Linked DNA regions of Sus scrofa: region 2 is linked to region 1. A link is a contact called in public Hi-C data. All regions are on one chromosome and are shown on one strand. Each heading gives the region's core, a stretch centred on a gene start, on an enhancer-like site or on the middle of the called end of the contact. The rest is flanking DNA. Distances are from core to core; before and after follow the strand shown.

The links. A called contact is a pair of places that touch in the nucleus more often than the background predicts.
Region 2: a contact with region 1 is called in a Hi-C map of liver, with 10 times the contacts expected there. The contact joins two enhancer-like sites. A contact is called at or near these places in 4 of 47 Hi-C or Micro-C datasets (liver and skeletal muscle).

What each region holds. Positions count from the first base shown.
Region 1 is chr13:52,602,645-52,605,638 of Sscrofa11.1, forward strand. All of the region lies in intron 5 of FOXP1 (forkhead box protein P1), which reads right to left. Among named protein-coding and RNA genes, the nearest start is that of FOXP1, 370 kb to the right of the region's middle. Within about 2 kb of position 1,522, at least 15 of the 83 cell types and tissues checked have an H3K27ac peak or open chromatin away from gene starts, as enhancers often do. A contact at or near this core is called in liver and skeletal muscle, where this site is marked.
Region 2 is chr13:52,881,310-52,884,303 of Sscrofa11.1, forward strand. The region is part of intron 2 of FOXP1 (forkhead box protein P1); the gene reads right to left. Among named protein-coding and RNA genes, the nearest start is that of FOXP1, 92 kb to the right of the region's middle. Within about 2 kb of position 1,517, at least 3 of the 83 cell types and tissues checked have an H3K27ac peak or open chromatin away from gene starts, as enhancers often do. A contact at or near this core is called in liver and skeletal muscle, where this site is marked.

The DNA.
Region 1 (2,994 bases), core at 272-2,771:
CCCAAATGAAGCAAACAGAGTTCAGTCAATGCCCTTTGATTTCCTGGCTTGCAGATAAAAATAAGCATCCACAGTGCTTCAACTACTATAGGTTGGATCTAGCAACAGATTGAAAAGACTGTAATATTTTCATGCTTGAATAACCACACATTCATTTCCTGGGCTCATCTTCTCTTATCAATGAAATATATGGGTCAAACACTGATTCCAATCTTAAATATTTTCATCTAGAAGGAAAACGCTAATGTTTCTTTCTCCCCGAGTTTCTTGTTCCAAGATACACTTTAGCATTCTAGAGCCACAAACAGATCTGTAGCATTTCCAACCACGCTGCAAAAATCCAACTAAACTAGGTGATGATTCTGCCCTTAAAAAAGATTATATATAATATCCTAATCAGTTGATGTTACATAGAAGGACTCAAGAGTTCATGTTGTGAGCTTATCAAAGAAATCCTGGTTTTCCAAGCCAATAATGAATAAGTTCAATGTGTCCACTAACAAAGTGTTACAAAGAAGGGTTTTTTCTCCAAAAATGTGTTTTCTTGTGTCCTAACATATAGAACAGCATGCTGTTTATCCTAAGAACGTTATCAAACTTTATCATAGATTCTATATTTAGGAATACCATTTGCAATCAAAACATTTCTTTGAATCTATTTTACAGATACTTTAACATCATTAAACTACTTAAATTTGATACAGGTGAAGAACATTTCTCTATTACTTAAAATGTAATAAGCAAAAACATACCGAACGACAGTTTGGTAATTTATCTCTGTCTTACATTCACAATCAGTTAATTAATTTTTTAAAAATTTAGCATTGTGTCATTGCCAAGTATAGCACAACACTGCTGGATACCAAAGCAAAATGTGAAACTAGGAAAATGAAATTAGAAAAAAAACTAAGGCTATATACCTCGGAGGATTCTGGCAATTACACTAGTAAGTATCAGATTACTGGAATTCCCATCTCTGTCTAAAAAGTATAACCAAAATTTTACTGGTCTTCCCAGCTCCTCTCCCCCCACCCTCATTTCCATTAAAAACTTCCTAACCTTCTCTAGCTGCTCCTGATTCCACCTTCTGCTTCAAAAATCTAGCCTTTCTTCTGCAACTGCCAAGGCACAAAATAGCAGAGGGTTTTCTTGTGTGTTTTGGTTGTGTTGTGCTATAGTTTGTTTCCTAAGTGCCTCTCTGCTGACTCTCTCCTTTCCCCAAACCAACACAGCCCCTCAGGCCTCCACAGTGTCTGGAGACGAAAATTCTACGGAGGGTTCCGTGCCTGAGGAGGAGAGAATTCCTCAGGCTTGAGGACTTGTTAGCACCTTATAGACACAGGGAACGGACATTGAGATGAATCCCTTTTCTGCCCTAGAAAGCCTGTGGGGATTAAACTGTTCCACTGCCCCAGAGAAAGAAAGCCAGCCTTGCTAAACCCTGAATGATGATGCAAGTCTGGCTGCTGGAACAACTAACACAGACTCTTCCTCAAATGCCTTGGGAACGGAACGTTCTCAAATTCCATGCTCACTGCTCTTCGCATGCGGCCGAGATGGCTAGGACACAGAGCAGGGCCTTATCCCATGTCCCAGCAAAACTACAGAGAGAAAAAAATGAAATCAAAGAATCCTGCTCTATCCCCCCATCCCTGTTCCCCATCTTCACTGAAAAATGCTGGTTACCCACTCTCCACACTTCTGGTTTCTTCCAGGAGTTCTCCTGACCTTTATGTTTATTTTCTATCCCTGGAGCCTGAAATGAACCAAATGACTGGTAAGGGGTTTTAGTTTACAATTCTAAATGATAATCCAAAGAGTGGCAGCCATTTCCCTGGTAAAGGCCAATAGCTGAGCCCTGGAGTTTTCTAAGCCTCGCATAACCATTACCCAAATGGAGGCCCTTTTTAACTGCAAGGTGATTCTATGGGTTCCTCCCCATGACTGGGAGATATAACATGCCTTTTTCCTCTATCCCAGTTGTGGTGAGGAACTTGCCCTAATCCACCTTTAGTTCTACCTGCACGTGTCTGTTTTACTTATTTTGTTCCCCGCAGAACCTAAATGTTTGAAGCTTTCTTTACTAAAAAATTAATTAAAATAAATGAAAGAGGCCAATATTCCACATAGGACCTGCTGTACAGCACAGGGGAACTCTACCCAATAATCTGTGATAATTTATGTGGGAAAAGACTCTGAAAGTGAATGAATGTGGGTATATGCATAACTGAATCACTGTGTTGTATAGAAGAAATTACCATAACATTAAAAATCAACTATACCTCAATAAAACTTTAAAAATTGAAAAAAAAAATACATCAAAGAGGAAGATAGAGGGCACTGACTGAATTTTTTATACAACCTGTTTGATAAACTATTTTCAAAAATAAAGAGTCTCCAGGAAACTCTGGGAAGACCCAAGATTGGGTCTTAGAAATCCTGAGATTCTTAGAGCGATCATGCTACCATAGTGACCACTTGAGCCAGTTTCCAAACCTCAAGCATTTACTTCTACCTTCATTATTTTTGCCATCTTCATCTACATCTCCCATGTTATTCTTACAAATTACTTACTTTTGGCCAACATAAATCTATTTCAGAGAAAACTTTATAATACTGCCTCAAATGGAAAACCGGTGTGCTTCCCTTTAGAGAGAAAGACTTTCTAATTAAGGTAATACAACCCAACGAATGTAATCAAATTCTAGCTAGATCCTGGTGTCCACAGAGGCTCTGGGTGGAAGCCATGTTCTTGCTTTGTTAAATAATGAACTTACAATGGGGAAAGAGAGATTAAAGACACACTCGCACCAAATGGAGACTTTCTTCTTGACTGTATCAGAAGGATCAAAACAGACTGAAAATGGAATTGCTGCAACATCAACTCACAATAATGGGAACCGGTGAATGATTTATGAGCCATCTAAAAATCCTCTTCCAACACACCAGTGAGTGGTCCAAGCTTATGTCTTGGGGAACTGAGCAAGAGGAGAC
Region 2 (2,994 bases), core at 267-2,766, 280 kb after region 1:
AATACTACATAAACTATATACTATACTATTGTTTTACACATATTTATAGTACATATACTATATCTGCAACATATGTATATAATACACATCTATATGTACATACATAATACCATAAAATCAAGCTCTAGAACTCTAACCAAAACTCTGACCTCTAAAATTGAAAAACATAGCAACTGAAATTTAAAAGAAAAAAAAACAAAAACAGAAGACAGTATCCAAATAAATATCCAGAACACAACCCAGAGGCAAAAACTGTCTACCTAGATTGGTATGCCCAGAAAAATTACCTTTCAAAAATGACAGTGAAATAAAGACCTTTTCAGACAAACAGAAATTTATCACCTTTCGGAAGTTACCTTGTGGTGCAGCAAGTTAAGATCTGGCATTGCTGCAACAGTGGTATAGGCTGCAGCTGCAGCTGGGTTCAATCCCTGGCCCTGGGGGAACTTCCATAGGCCAGGCCATGGGCAGAGCCAAAAAAAAATTTTATCACTCTTCTCCAAGGATATTCAGAAAAGATGCATTTGGGGCCCAAAGAAAAAGATTTCATGAAGAAGGTCCCCTGATTTAAGAAGAAAGGGGGGCCAAAGTAATGGAGAACTTGTGAGTAAATGAAAAGTAAATGCCTTAAAATGACATGCAGGTCTCAAAAAAAAGTTGGATAACACTGTCACTTGCTCCCCACCCAGGCCCACTTGTTCACACTGGCTCTCTGTCACCAAGGCTGACTGCAAACCTGCTCTGCAATGAAGGTACCGGGTTGAAATGCAGATTCCTGCCCCCAGAGTCCAGAGATTCTCAGTCTGGTCCCCGGAATCTGCATTTCTACCAGATACCCCAAGGATCGCTGATGAAGATGCATCCTTGCCTCTGAAGAGGCTGCACCACTTCAGGCCAGGAATCCAGGGAGCCCCAGGGGCTCAGCCTGGGAGGTCATGGCTGAAGGTCCAGCTGGCCTTTGTTCTCTTCCACTTCACTAGAGCCCCAGAGAGCACCTGGGCCCAGGGGGTCAGCAGCAACTCTGCCTTAACCCTGCCAGTAAGGAGCTGCAATAAATTAAAAGCCCATTAAGATATTTTAGAGAAAAGCCTAGAAGTGCTGAACCATTAATTGTGCCATATTCAATCTGCTTTTCTGGAGATTTGAAAAGCCAGATTACCATCTTGGGGGTCATTAGAAAGAATGAAGCTTTCTCCGTTTTCAATTTACATATTTAAAAATGCATAGATCCTTCCAGTGGCTACTACACAGGGCTTTCCAAGACCAGAGGCCACTTTGTGGTCTAACCATGGAGACAGAAGCCCGGGGGGTCATGGGACCAATAAGAAACCAAAGCTCAGGGACCATGGTTGCAAAACAACTCCAGGAAAACAGGTAGAGGCAGCCACAAAACAACAGTGATGTTTTTTTGTTTTGTTCTCCCCTGTTTATTTTTCCCTGAAGCAATCCTTGCTCGGTACAAAAGTCTGCAGGGAGCTGGAAAGAGCAGCTGTGGTTCCCTGAGGCCAAGACCTAGCAATCAAGTTGTTTACCAAACACTGCCAGGCACCGGGAAAACAACAACAGCACAGGCAGTATTTGCATCTGTTTTTCAAAAACAACCTCCAAAGTCTGAGGCCTGTCGGGTACTTCCCTGCATGGTTGAGAGGAGCACTTGGAAATTAAAGGCATGAACTGCCTTGGGGATAAGCCCCCATGGCCTACATGTAATCCATTATTCCATTTCTTTTGAAGAGTGCCTAGTCTAAAAATAAAAAGGATTGGCAGTCTGCAGAGCTGCCAAGCAGCGGACTGATACAGACAACATGCTCATCACTGGCAGTTCCAAGCAAGACAACAGTGGCCATCTTTGCAAAGTGACATACTTTGCTGACCATCCAATGCCTCAAGACAGCCAGCAGTGGTTCTCAATTTTGACCAAGCACCAGATTCTCCTCTGGGAGGGCTAATAAAATACAGATTCCTGGGCCCCTCTCTCCCTCTGAATGTCTAATTCGGTAGGTTCAGGGTGGGGCCAGAAAATCTTCAGCAAGTCCTCACGTGATGCTGGTGCTACTGGCCCAGGCACCACGTTTTGGAAAGCACTGCTCCCTAGCCACCCTAAAGATCTGGGAAGTCCGTTCCCACCCACACCTGTCCCAGGGATCATCTGAGCGAGTATGGCAGGGTCATACCCAAAGGAGTTCACAGAACAAAATGCACTGCACGGTTTTCCACGTGCTCCTCCAGATGCTCCATCTGCCGTATTGCCTCAACCTCCCACCTTGCCGTGTCCTGGGAGGGAGCCCTGTGGGGATGCATCAATGGGTACCCTTGTCCTCTAACTTCCAGCTGGCACAGCAACTGGAGGTCTCATCTCAGAAGGACAGAGAAGATGGGGCATTTAGCAACCAGGCTCTCTCCCCACCCAGGCACTGGAAGTTGACTCCGAAAGATCACAGCTCCTGCCAGGCAGCCCTTCCCATGCAGCTGTTCTCCCCCAGCTTTCCCGATGAGCCCTCCCCATGTTCTCTCAGACCCACAAGAGGTACAAGCCACCTATTTCCTGCAAGGACTCTGACACAAAACTCAAACTGAATGTCTTCTCCTCTGGCTCTCCCTAGGTTTTAGAATGCTATACCTGGAATCCTATGTACCCACATAATGTAAGTATACGTGTTCATACACACTCATATACACATGTATGTATATAAGAATATATATACAATACATATATCATTATAAATTTTTTAATGTAGCTCAATCAGATAGGCCAGGAGACCTGGGAGCCCATGGCCAAGGCCATCTCATGGGGTTTGCAACCCATGTTCCTTCAGGTCCCTGTGCCCCAGGAAGAGTAGGCCCCCTCTGCCTAATCGGTTACACAACCTGATAGGAAGGGGAGCATGTGTGAGCGCTTCAATCCTTCTCTAATTTACCAACTTAGTTTCCTTTGTTGCAAAGAGCACCAAAATAGAAAGGGAACAGAAGTGGGTGGAGCGGGCTCCATCACCG